Linked DNA regions of Mus musculus: regions 1, 3 and 4 are each linked to region 2. Evidence: chromatin contacts called from public Hi-C, HiCAR-type and promoter capture Hi-C data. All regions are on one chromosome and are shown on one strand. Each heading gives the region's core, a stretch centred on a gene start, on an enhancer-like site or on the middle of the called end of the contact. The rest is flanking DNA. Distances are from core to core; before and after follow the strand shown. Region 1 overlaps Slc26a7 (solute carrier family 26, member 7). Region 2 holds the start of Otud6b (OTU domain containing 6B). Region 3 has its middle 120 kb from the start of Slc26a7. Region 4 overlaps Gm29883 (a long non-coding RNA gene).

The links. Promoter capture Hi-C pulls out the DNA fragments that hold promoters and counts their contacts. A called contact is a pair of places that touch in the nucleus more often than the background predicts. HiCAR-type assays count read pairs that join an accessible place to other places.
Region 1: a promoter capture Hi-C map of cranial neural crest shows a contact between it and region 2. The contact joins the enhancer-like site here to the promoter of Otud6b in region 2. A contact is called at or near these places in 2 of 39 promoter capture datasets (cranial neural crest and frontonasal cranial neural crest), 6 of 484 Hi-C or Micro-C datasets (embryonic stem cells, large pre-B cells and reprogramming fibroblasts), 10 of 115 datasets of contacts at active chromatin or transcription factors (the 230-238 cell line, the SCID.adh cell line, T-cell acute lymphoblastic leukemia and 5 more) and 1 of 9 other capture datasets (adipose tissue).
Region 3: a HiCAR-type map of astrocytes shows a contact between it and region 2, with 2.1 times the contacts expected there. The contact joins the enhancer-like site here to the promoter of Otud6b in region 2. A contact is called at or near these places in 1 of 39 promoter capture datasets (cranial neural crest), 3 of 15 datasets of contacts at CTCF or cohesin (embryonic stem cells, pro-B cells and stem cell-derived epiblast-like cells), 41 of 484 Hi-C or Micro-C datasets (the HL-1 cell line, the MC3T3-E1 cell line, MC3T3-E1-derived osteoblasts and 22 more), 6 of 115 datasets of contacts at active chromatin or transcription factors (astrocytes, embryonic forebrain, embryonic limb bud and 2 more) and 1 of 9 other capture datasets (embryonic stem cells).
Region 4: a Hi-C map of cerebellar granule neurons shows a contact between it and region 2, with 3 times the contacts expected there. The contact joins the enhancer-like site here to the promoter of Otud6b in region 2. A contact is called at or near these places in 6 of 39 promoter capture datasets (the 3T3-L1 cell line, the C10 cell line, the HPC-7 cell line and 3 more), 51 of 484 Hi-C or Micro-C datasets (the AML12 cell line, B cells, the Ba/F3 cell line and 36 more), 13 of 115 datasets of contacts at active chromatin or transcription factors (the SCID.adh cell line, T-cell acute lymphoblastic leukemia, bone marrow-derived dendritic cells and 7 more) and 1 of 9 other capture datasets (liver).

The regions. Positions count from the first base shown.
Region 1 is chr4:14,524,448-14,527,147 of GRCm38.p6, reverse strand. It overlaps Slc26a7 (solute carrier family 26, member 7), which reads left to right. Exons shown (of 19, transcript NM_145947.2): 12 at 2,580-2,686. Among named protein-coding and RNA genes, the nearest start is that of Slc26a7, 96 kb to the left of the region's middle. Within about 2 kb of position 1,312, at least 12 of the 459 cell types and tissues checked have an H3K27ac peak or open chromatin away from gene starts, as enhancers often do. A contact at or near this core is called in heart atrium, where this site is marked.
Region 2 is chr4:14,824,998-14,827,911 of GRCm38.p6, reverse strand. Otud6b (OTU domain containing 6B) reads left to right here and starts at 1,499. Exons shown (of 7, transcript NM_152812.4): 1 at 1,499-1,621; 2 at 2,259-2,413. The coding sequence starts at 1,540.
Region 3 is chr4:14,498,620-14,501,319 of GRCm38.p6, reverse strand. No RefSeq gene overlaps it. Among named protein-coding and RNA genes, the nearest start is that of Slc26a7, 120 kb to the left of the region's middle. Within about 2 kb of position 1,284, at least 10 of the 459 cell types and tissues checked have an H3K27ac peak or open chromatin away from gene starts, as enhancers often do.
Region 4 is chr4:15,310,861-15,313,848 of GRCm38.p6, reverse strand. All of the region lies in intron 2 of Gm29883 (a long non-coding RNA gene), which reads right to left. The region is part of intron 1 of Gm29829 (a long non-coding RNA gene); the gene reads left to right. Among named protein-coding and RNA genes, the nearest start is that of Gm29829, 5.1 kb to the left of the region's middle. Within about 2 kb of position 1,703, at least 9 of the 459 cell types and tissues checked have an H3K27ac peak or open chromatin away from gene starts, as enhancers often do. A contact at or near this core is called in the MNK3 cell line, the P5424 cell line, cerebellar granule neurons and 2 more, where this site is marked.

The DNA.
Region 1 (2,700 bases), core at 63-2,562, 300 kb after region 2:
GTCAAACCATGATAATTAAAGAAGAAGAGGTCATGAATTTGAGAGGGAGTAGGAAGACATAGGCAGATGAAAGGGGAAGAGGTAGGGGCGGAACTGATGTCTATATAGTGCTTTTGTCTGAAATTCTCACAAAAATTAAATTAAATAATATAGAGCCAGATGGTACTGCAATTGCTTAGCTGTCTAATAAATTCTAGCCTCTAGGCTGTGTGTTCATTTGTTTTTTGTTTTTAAGTGTCAAGATCCTAAAATCCCCAAGTCCTTCTGTAAGTATGGAGATTGGTTGGGAGGAGTGGGGCTCAATACTCTGATGACGTACTGTTCTGCTACACTCAGGCAGGCTCAGCACCGAGGAAAGGTAGAACTCAGAATCATAATGGGAAGTGGAAGTTACAGTAAACTTGCAACTCTATTGTGCATAGGATTAAATATATCATAGGCTAGGGAGGAGAGATACAGTGTGTGCAATAAGGGCTAAAATGATGGCTAGATAAATGATGGCTAGTTCTTCTGAATTAAAGGGAACAACTGCGTCCCAGCCTATAGGGTGGCAGGCTGGGATGACCTCATGATAAAAACATATAAAGCAGAAGGTTTTTAAGGTAAAACCCCCTCCATTCGCTTCCACGGGTTTAGCTTTGCAAAACTGCTTATTTTAAACCAGTTTTATGTGGATAAGGCACAAGAAAATTGTTTCACATCTAAAATAAATCCACTCTAGAGATATTTATTTCAGACTTGTTTAAGGAATGAATGCGTCTTTATATATCTATTTTCTCAAGATTTCCCGTTTCCTTTCTAAGCAAACATTTTGTGTTTTGTGTTTCTTTTCTTCAGATAAAGAATTCCACACTGTATTTTATTTCACAGCCTGCCTCCAATTCCTCCTCGATCCACCCCTCCCCACCCGCTACTCACCCAGCTTCATGCTTTTTTTTTTTTTTTTTTTTAATGTGGTTCAATTTGTGTTGCCTAAATGCTGCAAGAGTCAGGCTATGCCCTAGAGCCTGTGGTTAACCCACCAGAGGCCACACCCCTAGAGAAACCTGATTCTCTTTCTCCTGCAAACTTTGAATTGCAGCAGAGTCCTCTTTTAGAGGTGGAGTTTTGTGCTTACTTCTCCCCTCTTCGCAGGTTTATTTTGTCCAGTTTAAGCTTGCTCATGTCTTATATACTCTGTTGCATATGAGCTAGTTTATAAATGTAGTTGTCTTGCTGTACTCAGAAACTAATTTTGCTGTAGTCATCCACTGCCTCTGGCTTTTACAATCTTTCCAACCCCTCTGAAATAACCCCTCAGCCTCAGGAAGAGGGTGTGTGATACAGCTGTCACCAAGATTTTATCCTATTTTTAGGTTACAGAGTGGGGTTTCAATCTCTTGTTGTGGATAACTTGAAGTTATGTTTTTGAAAGTATTTTAAAACATCGAAGTAGAAAGAAAACAAGCTAGCATTGCAGGTATAGGCAAATGTGTAGATTATTGGGGAAAATAATTTGAAAATAATTCAGTCTACTATTTTATAAATATATGGTTTTATGTTTAAACGTGTAACCTTTCTTGGTTTCATAATTTTTATTTATTTATTTATTTTTGCAGTTGAAGCTATGTTCATCACTAAGCTTAGAAATACCAGGTTTATATTATAAAATCTTATGAGATTATAATTTCAAGTGGTGGGCAAACTTCTAAAGTTAAAATTCCAATTAGAAGAGATTTTTTTTTCCTAAAAATCTTTGAAGTCCTTCTAAGAACTAAGTCAGTCCTGATATTTTAGCCTTTATAGGGAAGTGGGCTTTTATAAATAACTATCTTTCTAGGAGTAGATCTAAAACCAGTGTTTTATTCAATTTTATTCAGTTAGTTTAAGCCATTCAATTAGGCTTTGAGAAGAGTGACAAACTATATCAGTTATTTATGCAGTAATCATAGCGCTTGGAGAATAGTGACAGACTATATCAGATATTTGTACAGTAATCACAGCAAATAGAAACCTGTTGAGAGTGAGAAAAACCTGCAAATAGCTACGTGTAATATCATTATGTTCAATAAGAAATGATGGAAACTTGACATATTTTTGAGCACATACATAGCAACCAACTATTTACCAATCTGAAGTCTAGTACTTGGGGCTTGATCAATGGTTGGCAATGCTTACAGGTAAAGCAAGGAACCTTCCCAGTTATATTGTTGAAGGCTGATGGAGCCCTGGTATGCTTCTGTGTTTCTGGGTTTTTATTCCCATTACATAATGTATTTTTGGGCTGGTGAGATAACTTAGTGGGTAAACACACTTTCTGCCAAACCTGATGAATTGAGTTTGATCCCTGAAGCCCACATGGAGAAAGGCAAGAAGCAGCTCTAATAGCTTCCATCTGGCCTCTGTACTCCACTCACCTCATAACCTGCTGCCCTTTGTGAAAGGAAAGAGACAGAGAGACAGTGGAGAGAGCGAATTCATAAGGAAGTCAGTTTTTAGAGATTTGTTCACTGGAGTGCTGTTGAATACAATTGTGAGGATTTTACACTTGTGAGAAAAGTGAGAAAGAAGTAGCCACATTTTTTTTTCTGTGTCTCTAGGGCATATGGATCAGTACTTACATTTTTACAATATGCTTTGCTGCCAATGTGGGATTGTTGTTTGGTGTTATCTGCACCATAGCTATCGTGTTAGGACGTTTCCCAAGGTAAGGCTATATTT
Region 2 (2,914 bases), core at 250-2,749:
ACCTTTAATCTGCACCACACCTTCTGAAGACTTCCATAAGTATGTTGGAAGAAGGAAGATTTACTCTGTCTTCTTCACCTGCCTACCTTGTGGGACTGAGCAACTGCTAGATCCTTGGACTTCCATTCACAGCTGCTGCTCACCATTGTTGGGGAGTTTGGGCTACAGACCGCAAGTCATCAATAAATTCCCTTGCTATATAGAGACTTTCCATAGGTTCTGTGACTCTAGAGAACCCTGACTAATACAACCCCTTACAGGTTTATACAGTTGTAGGTGCAGTTCATTATTCATCTCTGGAAATAAGTTTTCAATTATTTCCAGAAATATTATTTCAACTTCATTTGTTTTGTTCTGTCTCAGGCATTTATATATAAAAAAGAATATGTTTGTCTATCTATTTTTTTTAAGATCTATTTATTTATTATATGAAAGTACATTGTAGCTGTCTTCAGACACTCCAGAAGAGGGCATCATATTTCGCTATGGATGGTTGTGAGCCACCATGTGGTTGCTAGGATTTGAACTCGGGACCTTCAGAAGAGCAGTTGGCGCTCTTATCCACTGAGCCATCTCGCCAGCCCCTGTCTATCGACTTTTGAGACAGGGTCTCACCTATGTAACTCTCTGGACATCCTGGAACTCCCTATGTAGACAGGCTGGCCTCAAACTCACAGAGATCTGCCTGCCTGCCTCCTAAGTGCTGGGATTAAAGGCCTACACAACCACAATCAGCCCTAAATAGAGATTTTTTTTTTTTTTTAAATTTTACTGGACCAACACTCTGAGTCTTCCACTCCTGCCACCATTCCGTGAGCATTCTTGTTTGCCTTTGCTAATTTGTTTTTGTGGCACACGAGTTACATTTGTTAAATCTTGCCTCAAATCTTCAAAACACCCTGACATCACTGTTAATCGTTTTACAACTGAATTTAGCAAATGGACTTTACTAAGCTTAGTCCTTTTTTATCTCTTTCATCACTTATTTCAAGAGTAGGCATTCCTTACTTAGCGTTTCCCCTTTTACCACATTGTAAAAAAACAAAAAACAAACCATTCCCTAGTGTATGACTAATATAACGTAAAGATCCTCATTGAAAACAAACCACGCTTTTATTAAAATTAAAAAAAAAATCTTTTCAACATGTTTTGGCAAAGAGGACAACTACGGAGCGTTCTAAAGCACAAATTGAAAGCTGTGCGAAAGAACGTCCGTGATGTCATCTCCGTGCGCCCCGTCAGGGCCAATCGCCTGGCGCGTAGCTTTGTGCTGCGGTTGCTCCAGCGCCGGGCGCGTCCTTAATCGCACAATCCCAGCTTCCGGCGCGCCGCCCAGAGCGGTCCGAGCGCGCAGGCGCCCTAGCCCATGTCGGCGTCTCCCGGTTTCAGTGGTTAGACCTGGATCCGGAGCCGCCTTGAGGCGGGGCTGGGCCTTCCCGGCGGCCAATGGCGCCCCGGGTGAGGGTTGAGGAGTGGGAGGTGCTGGCCCTCCTGAGGTGCGGATCTCCTTCAGCGCGGGTGCCGGGCCGCCTGGTCGTCATGGAGGAGGTCGTGGCTGAAGAGCTCGATGATGAGGAGCAGCTGGTGAGAAGGCATCGGAAGGAGAAGAAGGAGCTGCAAGGTGACGGGAAAGGGGCTGGGAATGTAAGAGGCGTCCACACCCAAGGCTGGGAGCGTGGAGTGTGTCCTCTGGTACCTGGACGGGCACACGTCCTGGATCCGTCTAGGCTTTCCCTCAGATAACTTTTGATCAGTCTTCTCCAGCTTTCCCCATTCCCTCGACCCCCTTATTTGCAGTCCCCGGAGATGTCCCCGTGTGCGACCTGCCGTGGACCCCTAGCGGGTCCGGTGCACGTGCTGCTGCTGAGTGATGTGCCTGGAGACCAAAGTCTTGGACCTCCTCTTCCTCCCTTCCCATTCCTGCCCCCGATCCCGACGCCTGGCCTTAGTGGTGTGGTCTGAATTGCTTCTCCTTGGCTTGTCGGTCACAGAGAAAGATATTTAAAAGGCAGAAGTTTTACCTTAGTATAGTTTTTTAACCTTGGTTTTGCCCTGTCAAACCAAACAAATTCGAGATTGTGTTTACGTTGGGTCGCAAGCCTCATCCGGACCTTTCTCCGTAGCTGATTGTTGTGTCATGATTAATTGCTTCTATAATTACTTTACATTCTATAATTGTACCTCTTCCCACCCTCTTAACTGCTTTTCGCTTTTTGGTCCGGGGGCTCTGACACGGCTGTTTTGATGACTTTTTTTAGCCAAAATTCAGGGAATGAAGAACGCTGTTCCCAAAAACGACAAAAAGAGGAGGAAGCAGCTCACGGAAGATGTTGCTAAATTGGAAAGAGAAATGGAGCAAAAACACAGGGAAGAACTGGAGCAATTGAAGCAATTGACTTTCAAGGACAGTAAGGTATGGGGAGCGAAGCTTGTCTCTGAGCCCGAGCAAACAGCTGTCTGAGTGTGTTGAACTGCTTATTGAATACGGTCTCAAAATTCTGAAATCGAGTCATACAGTCACACATCACATTTCCTCGACATTAGTTTTTTTAGACAGAGTGCCTTGTAGTCTAGGCTGTCACCCATGTGGATTTGGAGCAGAGGCTAAACCTTGAACTTTAACTTCAGATCCTACTGGTGTGACTTCACAAGTGCTGGGATTACAGGCATGCACCACCACACCTAGCTGTACATTTCTTTAGTATTTTTGTGACCAGGTTTATGGGCAGATTTTCTTTTTTTAAATGGAAGAACAGCAAAAAAGTGCCTACTTCCTTAACCTAATAACCATGTAAAGTATAAGTTATTGCCAGATAAGGTTTGCCTTGAGTGAAAGTTGGCAGCCGAGACTGCTCGTCAGGAACTCCTGATGAATGAGATTGTAACCTCGGCAAAGCTTCTTAATCAACCCTAG
Region 3 (2,700 bases), core at 35-2,534, 330 kb after region 2:
AGAGGGAGAGGGAGAGGGAGAGGGAGAGGGAGAGGGAGAGGGAGGAGAGGGAGAGGGAGGAGAGGGAGAGGGAGAGGGAGAGAGACCTAGACCTCGAGACTTTTGGGAGTTGTTTCTCTCCTTTGGATTCCATATGGACTCCAGGGATTGAATTTCAGTTTCTGACTTGGCAGCAAGGGCCTTTATCTACTTAACCATATACCTACCCAGACCCATTGAATCTTAAATCTTGAAGATTAACCTCTTTAGTCTGTCGATTCTCCACCTTCTGGACTCTCTAGAGTGGAAGTCTTCCTGCTAAATCTCCACAGAATTGCTTCCAAAGTCTGTAGTGCTGGAAGCTGTCAAAGCCTGAGAAGTCTCAAGCCGCTCCCACCGAGCCATCCCTATTTTTCTCAGTTCACAGTGTGTCACACACTGACACTGTGATTGTTGGTGTCACTTCATTTCTAGTCCTGCTGATGTGGCTGATTAAATTTATAATGTGACAGTCTATGGCAACCATTTTATGTCTTTGTCTGGTTCTTGTCCCACTTCCTGAAAGAGTTGACATGGCAGACAGTGGGGTGTACAAATGGGATTTCTTTATTGTCAGTTTAGAATCAACTTTTAAACAGAAAAAAAAAAATCTTAAAGCCGATTGAGATTTTGGCCTTAAAGGAAACAGGTTTGACCCTTTCGGGAGTCAGGATGGTCCTGAATTACACCTCAAAAGCACTTAGAGGGCTTAGGAGCACTCAGACTAAAAGTGTTCCCATAAGGGCACAGTGAGTTCGTAGGTCGTTGGCAGGAACACTAGAGCTTCAGGTCTCAGAAGTGGTGGATCTTAGAAGCTAGAAGCAACTATGATGACAAATTCCCTTCTGCAGCATGGCTTCCCTTCTTCAACGAGGATTTTTTTTTTTTTTTTTTTTTTTGAGGTGGCAGGAGGCAGGAGGCAGGAGGCAGGAGGCAGGAGGCAGGAGGCAGGAGGCAGGAGGCAGGAGGCAGGAGGCAGGAGGCAGGAGGCAGGAGGCAGGAGGCAGGAGGCAGGAGGCAGGAGGCAGGAGGCAGGAGGCAGGAGGCAGGAGGCAGGAGGCAGGAGGCAGGAGGCAGGAGGCAGGAGGCAGGAGGCAGGGAGGCGTTCTCTTCTTGCCTGGGGTCTCTATGAGCCAAGCTCCCAACCCAGGTTAGAGGCTTCATGTGATTGGGACACCCTGATTGGCTAAATATGGGCATGTGAATGAGGTGAAAGACAGCAGGGATGAGAGACGCACTGTAAAAGATGTGTGTAGGAGGGAGCAGGAAAACAGAGCCACCAAAAATTGCCAGAAGCTAACAATCAGGTCCAAAGGTCCCATCTCTGCCAGGGGAGGGAATCTCCAGGGAAAGTTTTTGTTCTTGGTTATTAAGTCAAATTTGCAGGCTACTTACTACTTCCAGATGGGGATTTCCACTCAACAAGCTTTTGTTTGTTTTGTTTTCTGTTCCTTTTTTCAGTTTCTGGGACAGCACTAATATCAATGGCATTCTTCTATTGCTTTTATTTGGGTCTCTGTATGGAAACTGCAGGGCTTTACCTGGGCTGTATTTGGAAGAATCTAGCCCTAACAATAGGTCACAGCTACAAATACCTCTTTGTTAAATGTTCTCCCTCATCTTTGCTACAATTTTCAAAGAAGTTGTTTCTTATTTTATACTAATGGATAAGCTGAGGATTCTCCCAGTTTTCACACACAGAGACACACACACACAAAGAGATACACACACAGAGACACCCACAGAGACACCCACAGAGACATGCATACAGACACACACACACACAGACACACGCACACAGACACACATACACATACACAAACACAGACAGACACACACACACAGAGACACACAGAGAGAGAGACACACACACAGAGAGACAGACACACATACAGACACACACACACACAGACACACAGACACATTCAATTCTTGCCTTTCATAGTTTACTATATAAGCAACCAGAAGGAACAAGTCATTCCTTCAAGGCTTTGCCTGGGCTAGGGAGTAAAATTGGAGAATTCTCAGTCTGTATGTATAAATGTGGAGGGGGTATGGCAACCACCAGCCTGCAATTCCAGCCTGGGAGGGTAGAGCCTAATTCAGCCCAGTTCTCTGACAATGTGTAGCAAAAGTTGCCTCTTCTGGTTTCTAATAATATGTCTTCTTTTGTGTATTTTTTTCATGGCTACATTCCTACCATCTCTCGGTTAATGATCATTTATTTATTCTTCAGAATGGAGGCTTTGTCTATAACTTGTCTTTTGCTTTGTAGCCATGACTGTAATTGCTTTTAAAGTACATCTTCTACCAACAGAAATCTGGGCTCTTAGTATCCATCTCAAAACTCTGACCTCTACCAATTTTTCAGTTCCCAAAGCTCCTTCCATATCTTTTAGGTTATAGCAGAAGTTCTCAGTTTAGCAACAAAACCCATCAGTCTGTTTGAGCATCTGTAACCAAATACTAAATGCTTATGGCTGAAACAGGAACAAAGTTCTATTTTAGAGGTTAGAAATACAGTTAAGGTGCAGACCAATTTGGTCTCTGGTAAGTACATTCCCCTTGGTTTCTAGTTGGATGCTTTTTCTGTGTGTCTTTATGGTAGAAGAAGCTATTTTTATATACACTAGTGTTTTCCTAATATTCACTAATATTCCTAATATTTCACTAATATTCTGA
Region 4 (2,988 bases), core at 454-2,953, 490 kb before region 2:
CTTGTGGGTGGGACCATCTCTGGGCTGGTAGTCTTGGTTCTATAAGAGAGCAGGCTGAGCAAGGGGAAGCAAGCCAGTAAGTAACATCCCTCCATGGCCTCCGCATCAGCTCCTGCTTCCTGGCCTGTTTGAGTTCCAGTCCTGACTTCCTTGGTGATGAACAGCAGCATGGAAGTATAAGCCGAACAAACCCTTTCCTCCCCAACTTGCTTCTTGGTCATGATGTTTGTGCAGGAATAGAAACCCTGACTAAGACAATAGCCAGTAGGATATTTACATCTTCATTTTGATATCATTAAAAGGCAAATAATAACTTTAAATAAAATTATTATTTAAATATTATTTTCATATTTTATTTTCCAGCTAGAATTTTCTTACTTATTAAAAATCTAAAATAAATATCTGAATATGAAGAAGTTGACAAACCTAATGTGCTATGCTTTATAAGGTACAATCTTTTCCCCCCTCCCCTCTGCTTCTATGAGGGTGCTCCCCAGGCACCCATGCACTCCTGTCTCATTGCCCTAGTATTCCTCTACATTGGGGCATCAAGTCCCCACAGGACCAAGGGCCTCCCTTTCCACTGATGCCAGATAAGTCCATCCTCTGCTACATAAGCAGCTGGAGCCATGGGTCCCTTCATGTGTATTCTTTGTTTGGTGGTTTAGTCCTTGGGAGTTCTGGGGCTTCTGGTTGGTTGATATTATTGTTCTTCCTATGGGGTGTAAGGCACAATCTTAAGAAAACATAAGAAACAATAATGGCACTAAAGGGAATGGAAAATTATTGTAAAAATAAATCTTGAAGACAGTGCCTATTTTAAAATCTTCTGTCTATTTTATTTACGTTGGTATGGGCAAAGAGAGTAACAGCAAGTCTGCAAACAAGTCTACAAAAGAGGAAGAAATACTCAAGTATGCTCTGAAGCAACCAACAGTAGTAAAATGTAAATATGAACTTGCGATCCAGAAAAATTGGGCAAAGACTGGTTATGTTCCAGAAAAATTGGGCAAAAACTGGTTATAATCTATGACCTGTTGCAATTAAACAAAGTCAAAGTTATATTTGAATTAAGGCATAAACAAACAAGTCAAACATATGTTTGAAATCACAGTCAAATATTCTGTTCAGAGCAGAATGCATATATCCTTTCCCTGGAATGAATACAAAGACAGAGAAATACATTTTCTGGCTTAAGAGGATGGGAAAGGATCAGCAGCCAGGGAGAAGGGAGGCAGGGAGATGGTTTTCAGTTGGTAAATGAGCCTACCATGGAAATCTGACAACCCGAGTCTTATCTATCTCTGGAGAAGGACAGAGAGGGTATGAGCATCATGGAAAGCTACTATCATCAGTGGTCAATGTACAGTGAATATATTCACATTACAAAACTATAGTAATGGATAAAGAATCAAGGATCCTAAGGGCTGAAGAGATGGCCCAGTGCTTAAGAGCTCTAGCTACTATTTCAGAAGACCTCAGTTTGTTTCCCTGCATCCATACAGCAGCTCATAAAGTGTGTAACTCAAGTTCCCGATCATCTAGCGCTCTCTCCTAGTGCTTTCACGGGCACCAGGAACCCATCATGTATGTATACAGGCATACATTCAAACAAATGTTGAAAAAGTACCAAATGTCCTATTAGTCCTGTCTTACCTAAAATTTGCATGGCCTTGCCAAGTCTCCCAGTACTCGCCTTCTGTTCAGTAGCACCTCCCAGCTGCCACTTTCTAGGTCAGTTTTGTGACTGCTCAGAAAACTCAGATTAGCAAGGCTAACAAACAGAAAAGACAGGAAGAGAAGAGGGAGGGAAAATAGAGTGATGAGGGAGAAAATAGCTGATTTAAGCAGTATTAGTGAAAACCACAGGCCACAGAGCTCTGAGCGTTGACTAAGCAGAGAGGACAGAGCCACACAAATACCACTGCTAAACCAAGGCAGAAGCCAGGCTACAGTCATGTGTTATTTCGCCACCATGTGTCCAAGGAATGGATATCAGCTATTACAAATTGGATCTGGAATACAGACATTGAAGCAAGCAGTGTGGTACATGCTGAAAGAAGAGAGGACAGGAGTCCATAGAGAGCATTGGAGAAGCAGCTATTGTGAATCTGGACAGAGGGAAAACTCATCAGCTGAGACAAAAGGTGTGCAAGGGAGCTGGCCAGGCAAACACTGGAGAATGAGCTTCTGGGGCAGAATAAATGGATTCAGTAAACATCCACATGGAAGGAGAGTGTTACCAGAGAAGTGAGGTATCTCGACCTCTAGAAGAGTGTAGATCTGGAGGAAGGTGGATGGGACCTTGAAGACATTCCAAGGTCTAACATGTCAAAGCCAATATAGCAAAAATCACTGAAACTGTAACCAAATAACTTGAAAAAAAAATCACTAACCCATGACTCTTCATTCATGTATAAATTTACTTCTAAACTTGAACCAATTAAGATAATTAAGACTAAAAGATAACTAAAATTTTTGCAAGGACTCTTGAATCCCACTGTGGCTTTTAATTATTACCTTCCCGTTGGAAATGAGTCCAGCTTGTCCTGAAAATGGCCTTTGAATTTAGTCACCTGATCCTAGTTCTATGGCTTGCACTTTTCTCTTGGGAACAGTCTTTTAAAAAACCTCTGGTTATTTGGATTTTTTAAATGCTTGTTACATTTTAGAAGCTTTAGAAGTTTAACTCTCAACTTATGAGAAATCCTGGTATTGTGTACCTTCAAAGAGTCTTAAACTTAGCACACTCCAGATTGTTTCTAATCATGTTTAATCAATAAAAAAAAGCTTCTCCCCACCCCCAGTGCTGGAGAGATAGTAGGTGTTAGAAGTGCTTGCTACATTTTCAAAGAATCCAAGTTCAGTTCCCACCACCAGTATCTCATGGTAACCATCTCTTGTAAGCCCCGCTCCAGGAAATCTGATACTCCTTCTGAACTCCTGGGGTATCCAAATACATATGGCATGTACTCGGACACACACATT